Linked DNA regions of Pan troglodytes: region 2 is linked to region 1. The links are chromatin contacts, called in public HiChIP or PLAC-seq maps. All regions are on one chromosome and are shown on one strand. The core of a region is the stretch at or near the end of the contact, and the rest is flanking DNA. Distances in the headings are between cores, read along the strand shown. Region 1 holds the start of COX7A2L (cytochrome c oxidase subunit 7A2 like). Region 2 holds the start of EML4 (EMAP like 4).

Region 1 (6,166 bases), core at 1,059-3,558:
GGAGCCCACAATGACCTCAACTCCTGCAGGCCTACATGTTTTTTAACTCTGCCAGACCCACTGTCAATTTTTTAAAAGTCAGCTTGGAAAAAATGAGAGAATTTAAAAAATTAACAACTATTTCACAGTTGGTTCCTATCTCTAGTCAGTATTACCCAATTTAAATTTTATGTTGGTTTTCCATCCATTCCCCAAGCGCTTTCACAGAGTGGCCTGCCAGAGGCCATTAGCACACACCCCTCACAAATGGAGAAGCAGCGGCATTCAGATTCACCAGGAGCTGGACTGGCATTTGCACTCACTCAGTTCACCTGGTGATTGTCAAGCTTCTCTGTACTCTGAGTCGTGGTCACTTCCCTTCAGAATAGAATGTGGGGAACAACCTGAAGGGATCGTGATAAAAAAAGATTGTCTTTGATGTTGGATGGGATATGCAAATACGAATGAGAATAGGGTGCCTTAGTACTGTCAGAGTGTGCTGTGTTTTATTTGGGAAATGAGACAAAATCTTCCCATGATCAGCCATTCCATGTGACATCCCAACCCACACTCTGCTACTGACATTTTATCTCCCACTGAACAGCCTGGCTGTTGTAACATTTTCAGGATTCTTAATTTATGTCTTGCAGGATCTAAAATCAGATGGCAGGAACTTTAAGAAAATAACCAGTGTTGACAGGCACCTTATAAAAGAAGCTGGTACACCTTAGTGCTGCTAAAAGTTAGAGAATATTCTTTAGTTTCTTCTTCCAAAATATGTCCAGAAGTCAGTGGGATGGAGACAGTAGCTGTCCCAAATCATTTAATTTCTCTTTTCAATCTAAACTCTATGAAAGGCTTTTTCTTTCACTCAATATTTGCTAGCGCCTGGGACTCAAGAAGGCTAATGTCAATGGATCATTTTCTTTTGAGGTAGTCGAACTTTTTGTCTGTAGAAAAATCTTCCTGAATCTATTCAGTATCAAAACATGGGGTGGGCCTGGCACGGTGGCTCATGCCTGTAATCCCAGCATTTTGGGAGTCTTGAGTTTGGCAGATCACTTGAGCCCAGGAGTTTGAGACTAGCCTGGGAAACATGGTGAAACCCCGTCTCTACTAAAAATACAAAAAATTAGCCAGGCGTGGTGGCGCGCATCTGTGGTTCCAGCTACCCGGGAGACTGAGGTAGGAGAATCACCTCAGCCTGGGAAGTCAAGGCTGCAATGAGCCGAGATCACACCACTGTACTCCAGCCTGGGACAGAGTGAGACCCTGTTTCAAAAAGAATTAAAAAAAAAAAAAAAAAAAAAAAAAGGAAATCACTAGACCCAAACCAGTTATCCTTGGAGAAATATGGACATAAACCCAAATTGCATATTCTTTCCATTATATCACAATGTCTCTTTGTAAAAGTGGCAACTTTGGGCTGGCTTACCTGAATTCGCTGAAACCTTTACAACATATTGGCGGTGCTGAATACTTGGGGCTCTTGAACGTAGGCCTGCAACCAGGATGCTGGTGTACACCCTCACCCTGGAATGCTCAGCCTTGATCCTCCTCTTTTCAGAATGGCTTCATATCTATTTATTTGTAACATAGTGCTTAACAGTAGGAAGTCTTGAGCCAAATGCCTAGCTCTGCCACTTATCCCTGACCTGAGCAAGTTACTTAGCTTCTCCAGGCGTCATTTTCCTGTATTCTAAAATGGAGATGATAATAGCACTTACCTTATAGGATTGTTGTGAAGATTAAATGAGTTTAGGGAAATGCTATATATAGGTTAGTATCATCCATCAATTTGCAACATGATTTCATAAGTGCATCTAGAATATGCTTGTGTAAACCTATGGTTAGATGATGAAGCTAAGAAAAGCCTGAGTCCATCCCTGGAGAGTAAGAAACTAGTATACTCCTTTTACACAGTACCTTGTACACAGCACAGGCTTAACAGACATATTTAAATTGAACTGAAGCGAATACTACCAGAACTGAAAGTGGTAGTTCCAGATCTTTCAGGCTCAAGGTCCAGATTTTACAAGTGTTTCTGATCACCCTCCCCCTACCTCATTTATCGCAAAGAGCAGAGGCCAGGAAAAGGATGAATAATCAATGACCTTAAAACTCAGGTGAGAATAAAAACCAGTTCTGAGAAACCGTGTGACATTTACATCCTGGTACCTGAGCTTTAGATCACTCTGCATGTGTATTTCCTCTGCACAAAGCCCAGGAGGCTACTTTTATATTATTGGGGCAAATCTCCCAACAGCCCTCGGTACTAAACAGCCTTCAGCAGGTGCTTCCCAATTTTCTTATTTGCTTCAACTCCCAGGTTGCCAGGGGAAGCTTGGCCGACAAGTCTATACTCCTGGGCAGACTGAGCAACAGCAGGTGGTTGCTTCTGGATAAGAGGTGCTCTAGGTCGGAAGGAAATAAATGAGACTACGATCAGTTAAAGTTCGGTAAAGCAAGAGACGCCTTCACCCCGACGACCAGACGGTGGCTCCGCAGCACAGACTCTCTCGGATGGTGGAATTCCCAACCGGCTTCGATGTAGCCCCGCCCCTACCCAGACCACGCCCACCAATCACCGCCCTCTCCCCCCCAGGCCCCGCCTAGAGCCTGCCCCTCCTAGAGCATGCTCCACCTGACTCCGACACTGCCGGGCTTTGTCCGCCGGGCTTAGTCCGTGGGGCGCTTGCGCATTTCTTGAGTTGTCGTGGCACTGCCCAAATCTGAATGGGGGAAAGAGGGAACTTCATATTTCCTACAGACTCCGCCACATCGACTTTTCGTGCTCTCTTAGAGCTGGTTTTGCCTTTCGTGGTCCTGAGAACCCTGGCTTTTGGTTCCCCAATGCGGCTTAAGTGTGCAGGTTTTAAGTTAGGCGATCTTCGGGCAGCCCTAGTCCCAGCACCGGGTCCTTGCGCTGAGTCTCGGGACCACAGCCGGGGAGGCGGGGTCCTTCTTTGGGGCGGTCGCGTTGGCAGCGGATGCGGGAAGCCGGACTCTGGGCGTCATGTACTACAAGTTTAGTGGCTTCACGCAGAAGTTGGCAGGAGCATGGGCTTCGGAGGCCTATAGCCCGCAGGTACGAGTGGCGCCTGGCCAGCTCGGACATGAGAAGTGGCGGCCTTAGCCTCGGCGACAGGCAGTCGCGGCGCTGGAGCCAGGGGAGGCTTCTGCCCGCGGTCGAGTTCGTCTCTGTTCTCCTTGCACCTCCCGGGGCCTCTCCACACCAGCGTACTGTGGTCACTGAGGCTTCTTTTTGTGTACCTGCTCACCTGGCGGGGGCTGGCCTGGCGTGGAAGTTTGGTCTGGCTCACTGCAGGGGTCAAGGTGACCCCCGGGGTCACTTGTCTAAAAGGGATGGTTTGTGGGGGTCCCCAGTGTGACCCGAGTCAGAGGTCCGGCCTTCTCCCTCTCTTCGAAGACATCTGGCTTTCGGCTTCCTTGTCGTTTCTTTGTCATCTGCCAGAGCCCCATAGGCAGCCTCACTTGAGCTCGAGATTAGAGAGCGCGGGGATAAAGGCGTTTAGAGAAACCATGGTGCAGGGGGTTGGGGGGGCTATGATCTGGATTGGGAAATTTAACAGGTTACTTAACACGTCCAGGGAGGGAAGTTGCATGCAGCGAGGTTACACTTTCCCGATTGTAAAATATTTGACAGATGCTCGTTGTTTGGGTTGTCTGAAAAGTATTCCATTTCACGCAGATTCTACCAATTGGAGTTTGAGTCTCCAGCATGTGTTGGGGGTAGACATGAGGAACTTTAGAGCCCCAGACGTGCCTTTTCAAATCATGGCGTTTTCTGCTTTAATTGTGTGACCTTGGCCAAGTTAGTTAATTTATTGTGTGCTCAGTTTCATTCAGGGCGGCGTTAGTACACATTAAATGAAGTGTGTCAAGTGACTAGCAGTTTGGGCAGGTGGTTGGTTCTGGATAAGTGTTAACTGTTCACCAGAAGCTGTCTGAGATAGTATATTCCCTCCTAATCCTCTAGAGAAGTGTGGGAAGTGTCGGTGAGATACGCAGTTAGACTGCAGTAGTGAGGGGCCCAGATGAGCTGTCAAGGATACTCCATTACTGTTGCTTCATTTCCTTTTTCTGTGGGACACTGCAGCTTGCCCAAGAGGCAGATGTTTAAGAAAGATTTCAGGTCTGGTACCGTGGCTCACGCCTGTAAATCACAGCACTTTGGGAGGCCGAGGCCGAGGGTCGCTTGAGCCCAGGAGTTTGAGATCAGCCTGGGGCAACATAGTGAGATCCTGTCTCTAAAAACAAAAACAGATGATTCGAATCTCAGATAAGAAGGGCAAGTTTTTTTTTTGTTTTTTTTTTTTGCGGGGGTTAGTGGGGGAGTTGCGGTGGGAACGGGAAGGAAGAGTTTAGGGTTTATAAATGTTGAGCTTGTGATATGTCATGCTTGGTAGCAGCTAGATTTTTGAATATGGAGTTTAATAAACTTGGGTGTCTTCAGCCCATAGGTGGTAATTTGTAGGGAAGAAAGGTCGGATTATAGTTAGAGTATAGAAACATGAAGGGAGGGTGGAGAAGGAGAATGTGTTTAAAGAATAGTCCGGATGAGAACGGAAACCAGTGTGGTGCCACTGAAACCGAATTGGTAATGACTTGTAAGGAAGGAATAGTCAGCAGTGTTGCACTTCTTTTACAGATTATGTGAGAAAATGGCCATTTCTATCATCTGCTTCTATGAAATGTGTTCTCCAGTGTATGGATATTAAATGTTACAGTTTGATGAGTTTGGACAAACCCATGTACTGTATAACCACACCTCCCTCAATATGCAAGATGTTACATCATCCCAGGAAGTTCCCTTGTACCCTCTGTCAATCCCTGCCACCTTCCTATTCTGACTTTTATCGTCATAAATAGATAGTTTTGCCTTTTTTTGAACTTCATGTAAATGGAACCAGCTCTGACCCAGGCTGGAGTGCAATGGCACAGTCACAGTTCACTGTAGACTTTCACTCCTGAGCTCAAGTAATCGTCCTGCTTTTGCCTCTGAAAATGCTGGAATTACAGATGTGAGCCACCGTGTGTGGCTGCTCAAAAAATATTTTTGAGGTTAGTCCGTGTTGTACGTATCAGTAGTTAATTCCTTTTATCCTCTTATTCTTCTGTGGGATTTCATTTTATAAATATATCACAGTTTATTCTGTTGGTGGTAGCAGATGTTCTTTTATTTATTTTTTTAAAATATTTTTTGAGACAGGTTCTTGCTGTGTTGCACAGTCTGATCTCGAACTCCCCGGCTCAGGCAGTCCTGTCACCTCAGCCCCCTGAGTGGCTGGGGTTACAGATGTGTACCACCACACTTGGTTTATGTTCTTTTAATATATCTTCAGCATAATCTAGGTTTTGTTGCTTAGTAAGAAAAAAGTAAATTTTTCGACTAAAAACTGGCATATTGTAATAAAATGGGCGCTCAGCAGAGATTACCTTGCGATGAGTTTGATATAGATAGGGCTTTCAGATTTCTAGTACCTCTCCTCGTGAATCGTGTTTCTCTTGAGAATTTGAACTTCTTAGTTACTTAAAGATTTCTTAAACTATGTTGAAAAGAAGTGATACTGTGTAGGCTTTATATGAATTGTAAATTTCTGAGTGATTGTGACAGGTGCCCTCCCAACTAGGTGCTCTGACTTTGGTAATTAGGAGTACTTCAGCTTTTTCCTTTCCTGGAAACATACGATGAAGATGTTTGTAATTTGTAGTAGTAAGTAAAGTGAATAATTTGCCATGCACTAAATAACATAATATGGAAAAGGTGGTTCTGTAACAATCGCAGAGGTAGAGATTTGTAAGTCAGCTTGACAGCAAGCAGTTGGTGGGATGGCATTTTCCATTGGTTGAAAAGCATCTTCCTTATCTTTCTCTGAATTGCGTCAAAAATAAATTGAGGCCAATAAGCACATGAAGATGTTTAACATTTTCAGTTATTAGAGAAGAGCAAATCACAACCACAATGAGGTACCATTTAGTATCCACCAGAATGCCTAGAATCAAAAAGACAGATGATAACAAGTATTGGTGAGGATGTAGAGAAACGAAACATGTTACATTTGTGGTGGAAATGGTAAAATGACGCAGCCACTTTGGAAAACAGTTTGGCAGTTTGTTAAAAAAGGAAACGTAATTTTACTGTGTGATCTAGGAATTCCTCTCC
Region 2 (6,165 bases), core at 3,469-5,968, 190 kb after region 1:
TGTTTTAAAAAGCCAAGCTCTGCAGAGATAAATCTAGCAATCAACAAATGTTCTCTCAGAAGTTACTTGCTTGAAACATACCACAGCATTCTAAATGGTGCTTCCTCCCTTCATCCCCATTTCTGGTACTTAGGCTTAATAATAAACATCTCTACATACAGTACATACTTTATTTATTTATCTATTTTTTAGAGGCAGAGGTTTGCTCTGTGGCCCAGTGGAGTGCAGTGGTACAATCATAGCTCACTGTAACCTCGAACTCCTGTGCTCAAGTGATCCTCCTGCCTCAGCCTCCCAAGTAGCTGGGGTTACAGGCACATGCCACTATGCCTATTTTTGTTTTTTTGCAGAGACAGGGTCTTGCTATGTTGCCCAGGCTGGTCTCAAACTACTGGGCTCAATCGATCCTTCAGCCTCCCAAAGTGTTGGGACTACAGGCGTGAGCCACTGCACCTGGTCATGGTACTTATTTAAAAACCAGGCAGTAAGCTCCTAAAGGGCAAAAAGCATGTCTTTTACTTGTCTTTCCCATAAGAACCACCAAGCATAGTGCTAGCCCATGTTCGATGTTAATCCATACACATGTTGAAAAACACTCTAGCTAACTCGTGTTGAAGATGCTCTACTAACCATTTAAGAGTTACTACTCATGTCCGGTTACACAACTCGAGTCTATCTTGAACACTTCAAGAGGCAACCAATAAAAAAAGTTTAAAAAAAAAAACCTCTCCAAATATTACATGAAAAACATTTTCATGTAAATAAGGAATGCTTTAGATTAATATGTGAAAATCATATACAGCATTGTTCCTTTAAGAAAGCAAGACTATTATCTGTGATGAGAAATCACAGTTCTAACAATGTGATGTTAAAAAGACTAATTTCTGAAGAGTCCATAAGTTGAAGCATACTGCTATACTTGTTCACATTTACAACCTGTACCCAGAATGTTGTTTCTTATAGATTCTAATCCAACAATTTCATTCACTATGATTTTTCTTAGGGGGAAGAAGATTTTAAGTTTTGTTGTTTAACTTTTGAGGCAGAAAAATTTAAAGCTGACTGGTTAGGTATAAGGTTTCTTTCAAGTGAAAACAGACTAATCTCTAGGTTAATTCCAAGATAAAAGTCTTAAAATTAAACCTCTATTATGAAAGAGATTCTAAAAAGGTTAAGCATGAAATGCACCCAATCCCTGCCTTATAAAAAATCGGTAAAAGCTGTATGAATAGTTTCCCACTTTTGCACATAGACCTGAGATTTAAAATATATACAGTATATACATTTTGCACATGGGTATCTATATGTAGTGATTTAGAGGCAAGACATCAAGGTAATTGAGTACTTTTCTCTCCTAAGTTAAAAAAAAAAAAAAAGGTTTCTAAAGTGCTGCCTTAAGTTACCATAATTCGTGGATTAAAAGATATATTAATAATACCTAAGGGAAATTCCAGAGTACAAGCACCTGCCAGCCAAGTTGCCTGAAATTCATCAGCTGCGGAGATTAGAAGAATTCTTCACTTGTTTTTTATGTAAAACAAAGATAACATAACCAGTACCATGTAACTTCAATGTGGCATTTATAAAATGGCCAATCACCTATCATTCCTATGATTTGAAAAACCACTACCTAGTCTTAATTGCCATTAGACATCTTATAAAATGCACATAACACAGTGGATTTCTTATCTAAACATGCAACAATCAAGGGTACAGTTTGAATTTTAAGTTTTCACTTCACAAAATGAGTCACCATAGGATTCTCTTAAATAATCTCTTCTCTAAAATTATTCTGTTTATAAAGTACTCAATTTTTCTGCTTATAAAAATGTAGTTTTTTCACCATTTTTCAAGAATGTATCTAATATGTAACAGGAAATACACACATACTTCCTTGAGAATAAATGCTTTCAATACTTGTAACCCCAGAAGAACTTCACGTTTTGACTTCTTGTTTGTTTAAAAAAAAAAAAGTTTTTAAACATCTACTAGAGTAGAAGTGCTTGCCTTTATATTCATGGCTCTCCTGATGATAAAATAAAGATCAATGTAACTCTAAGCTCTAGGCTAATTAACTGCACAGAACAGAAACAAGCAATTTGGCAAGAGCTGAGCAAAGCTCCGCTTAAAGACTACCAGTAAAATATACCAGCACTACTCCTCCCCCACCCCTTTAAGGTTTCAATTAAGATGGGGCCTAGTTTTACTCTTGCAAGGGGGACAGAAAGAGAAAGCACAGAGCTCCCACTGAGAAGTATCTTCATCAAGAGCAGCTCCAGAAATACTGCCAGGAACCATTTCCTTCCCTCTCTGCAGATGCAGGTTCCTCTGATAGGCATATCTCCTCTGCTCCTGATTAACACCATATCTAAAGAAAAGTCTCATCACATACCACCCAAAGCATGGCATTAAATGAATTTTTTAAATCCAACATTAGGGTCAACAATGACGCTCTTTATGAAAAGTGTGAGCCCCAACTGCAATTCATCTTCATCTCTCGGTCTTTTGTATCACTTGCCTCATAAACTGGTTAAGAAAGAAGAAAGCGATTACAAAGCATAATCAATGTTTGAAAATAAACATTAAGTGCCCCAATTGGTGAGAAAGACTCCTTCTAAACACTTACAGAAGATGAAGCTTTAACAAGCCCTCCAGAAATCTTTAGAGCCAACACGAAAGAAGTTAAAGTGATCTCACCATTCCTACAGGATGAGGACCCAATACAGTATAAAGATAGCACAGCTCTCCACAACATCCCCTAAAAAGACACTCAATTTTTACTTTAGTATATGATCAGCCCTTCAGCGGACATATAGGACAAGTTTTTCGGTCCAACATTTACTGTGAATAAACCAACGCATGGAGCTAAAAAAGAACCAGGGAAAAATGGATGTCTCTCTAAAAAGAGCCCAACCTAAGTAAGGAATTACAAGACATCAAAGGTTAGATAATGGACAACAGGTGCCTTTGAGGAGGAAAGAGTAACACAACACTCAGTTGCCTCCTATTTTAGGATTTCCACTCTGAAAGCAATATAACGACAATTTTTTCTGCCCAAGAAAAAGGGAAGGCCAAAATTATAGGTTTTACTATTTAATATCTATAATAGGCCCATTGCTCTTTGACTTACTTTTTTACTTTAGATTTTAAAAATCCATCTCATCTCGATATTATCTGGATATAGTACGGCCTATGGCCAGATTGCTCACTGATCAGTGAACATTAACCAAGTAGAGACTTATTATCAATAAATGTAAAAGAAAGGCGTCTGAATACAAGCTACCTGCACATAAAAAACTCAAAATACAGTTCCAGCAGTAGGTATCACATAACTGCGTTATCAGCCAGAGCTGAAACTGTTTCTCTCACCATTCTAACAGTTTAACTTAATCTTTTACTAGATTTCAATGGCCTCGAAGAATAGTAATTCCAGATTCAGCTTCTAGGGCAGCGAATACTAGCCTGGAGTTTTGATTTTCCTAGCCAGAAGATTACCTTCATCTGGTGAAAGGAACACTGAAAAGGCACTTCAGCCTATTTAATAACCTCTTCCCTTTCTCCATTCCACAAAGACAACATCTTCCAAAAATGGAGAATCCTTTCCTTCCCTGATAGAGGCCCCCTTTCCTATTGATTCATTGGGCAGAATCACTTCTCCCCAGCATGCATGCAGAGCCAGAAAACACTTCTGCTTTCACTCTTAAAGAGGGTCCCCCAACACAGATGCACCTCTTCCTTTCCTGCATTAAGCAAATGATGCTCCGATGCTTCTAGGTCTCTCCACCACTGCAAAATGCTCAGAGAAGTGGAGGGAGTGAAAAGGAAGTTGCCTACTACTCTTAAGGATACTGGAAAGTCGCCTTCAAATCTAAAGTGAAGACTTGGGGGCGGGGGATGCCCCCTTCCTGAAGAGGGAATGAGGGTCCCTCCCCTAAAAACGAGCCTCTGTTCGGGTGAAGGCGATCCCCACCCTGAAAGAGAGGCGTGTATGTGGAAAGGTGGTGGAACGTTGTACCCTGAAGAGGAGCCTGGATTTGAAGAAGTGTCCCAACTCTGAAGGGGGGTAAGTGGAGGGAGCCGTGAGTGTACGGGGAGGGGTGTGCCAGCTATTGGGGGGCCTGAGAGGGAAGGGGTTCCCACTTTGGGGGAACGAGGGCCCCGCACTGAAAGGGGCTCCGGGAGGAAAGGAGGGTCTGGCACAGAGGAGAGTTGGACATGGGGGAGGGGCCCTCAGTCCACCGGAGTCCGCGGAGGGGCGGCAGCCTCGAAGGGAACATGTGCAGTGGAGCCGCTGCCACCCCGAGGGGCAGGCGGGAGGGCAGGGCCTGGGCTGTGTGCGGAAGGAAAAAAGTTCCTACCCTTCGCAGAAGAGGCAGGACTCCCCAGCCGTACTCACCGAGACTGCCGGCGAAACCGTCCATCTTGCGGGGAAAGCGCCGGGCTCCGGGCTCAGAGGGGCGGGCACTTCATTCAGCGGACCGACAGAGTGGCCGACGCTGAGCCTGACCCGCTCGCTCTCTAGGTCGCCCGGCTCGGCTACCGGCTCCCGCCTCCGTCGTCCGTCCGTTCGCCCTGGGGTAGTAAGCCGCGGCCGCCCGAACCACTTCCCCGTCAGGTTGAGAGCCGCGCCGCTCAGCCGCCTGCCCGGCCTCCCTCCCAGGCAGCAGCCGCGAGCGCCGCGCCGCGCCGCGCCCCGCCCCCGCGCCCGCGCGCAGCAGTAGCCCCGCCCCGCGCACGTCGTCACACTTCCGACTCCGCCTCCCACGTGACGCCACGGAGGCGGGGTCTTGCCAGCCCCGCCCTCTCACCTTGCCTCGGCCTCGGCGTTTGTCCGCCTCGCGCCAGGCTGGTGGTTGCGCCTGCGCGGTAGGCCTGCTGAAGGCTGGGGACCACGGTTTGGAAGCTGGTTCCAAACAGGTGGGGATAAGGCATAGACTCTGGCCTGCGATACTCTGATGCATGAAGGATCCTCTCCCTATGTGGCCCCTGGGAAGCCTGCAGAGCCAAGTCTGGACACCCCTGACGGGAGATGACCACCACGTGGGTCCTACAAGGACACTAAAGAAGCAACCAAGAGGGAGAGGTTCTCCCTCTCCCCCAGTAGGGTGGGGGACAAATAGGGGCGAAGCTTCTTGACTAGCTCGATACCACCACTGCCACAGCCGCAGGGCCCGGGACAGATCAGAAGCAAGGAATTTTAGTGCTGGACATGACCCAAAAGTTGATCTTGTCTAACCCTTCTTATGAAGAAAAACACAGAGCCTTAGAGAGGACAACCTGCCCAAGGTCATCCAACCTAGTAGAAGCAAATACTCAGCCTTCCTTACTCTCCCTAGCGTTCTGTCGTCTAGGGGTGCAAAACGACCATATATGGCAGGCTATAGGATGGCCTGCTAGGGAACCATAATAAGGGTTGTTTCAAATGAAGTACCACTGAGTTCTAGGCCCAACTCCGTATGACTCAAGAGTTTCAAATCACCTAATTTATTTAGGCCTCACTTTATTCATTTGCAAATTGGTTGTCTGGACATGTAACCAAAACATGTAAATATACATAGCGTTCATATTCTTCCTCCCTTCCCCAACACGATTTCCCATACTTCTGAAGACTTTCTCATGGTTTGTCAAGTCCCTCCTGGGGCTCAGTTGTGCAGATTAGAGTAAGAGAGAGAAGAGCTGTAAGGTACTGAAGAACTGAATTGATCTATACATAATAAATTGATAAATATATAATAAAAAGCTGAGTTAGGGGAAAACAGAGTCCTACGACACAGAGTTGCAGGAGAGAGGGACAAACAAGAAGGGAGACAAGAAATATGTAATGATGAGAGAGACTTAGAGGAATTAAATGATTGAAAGGATTGTTAAACCTTCTTGGGGTATACGTCTCCCTTTGTTGCCTCTTTAAAAATCTTCCCTAAAAATGTAAATTACTTTGCATTTCTTATTTGGATATAAGACCTGTATTTCTTCTGAATACCATACTATATGGAGACTGGCCATAACGCAGCCAAGATAAATTCAGGTTACAGACTAAACGGTGTCTAAAATTTCCTTCTCTTCAAACTTAAATGATTTACCCAATGTTCCTTCTGCTATGGGCATTTTCATATGTGTAAGTTTCTATTAAGCCTAAGTAAATGTTTGAGAAGTTCTCAATTCTGA

The links. HiChIP or PLAC-seq counts read pairs in DNA pulled down with a chosen protein or histone mark.
Region 2: an H3K4me3 HiChIP or PLAC-seq map of stem cell-derived excitatory neurons shows a contact between it and region 1, with 4 times the contacts expected there. The contact joins the promoter of EML4 here to the promoter of COX7A2L in region 1. A contact is called at or near these places in 1 of 7 Hi-C or Micro-C datasets (stem cell-derived neural progenitor cells) and 1 of 1 datasets of contacts at active chromatin or transcription factors (stem cell-derived excitatory neurons).

Annotation. Positions count from the first base shown.
Region 1 is chr12:80,353,367-80,359,532 of NHGRI_mPanTro3-v2.0_pri, forward strand. COX7A2L (cytochrome c oxidase subunit 7A2 like) reads left to right here and starts at 2,309. Exons shown (of 3, transcript XM_009442392.5): 1 at 2,309-3,067. The coding sequence starts at 2,996.
Region 2 is chr12:80,545,603-80,551,767 of NHGRI_mPanTro3-v2.0_pri, forward strand. EML4 (EMAP like 4) reads right to left here and starts at 4,719. Exons shown (of 23, transcript XM_016948426.4): 1 at 4,397-4,719. The coding sequence starts at 4,421. It overlaps LOC134807927 (a long non-coding RNA gene), which reads left to right and starts at 3,730. Exons shown (of 3, transcript XR_010149569.1): 1 at 3,730-4,063.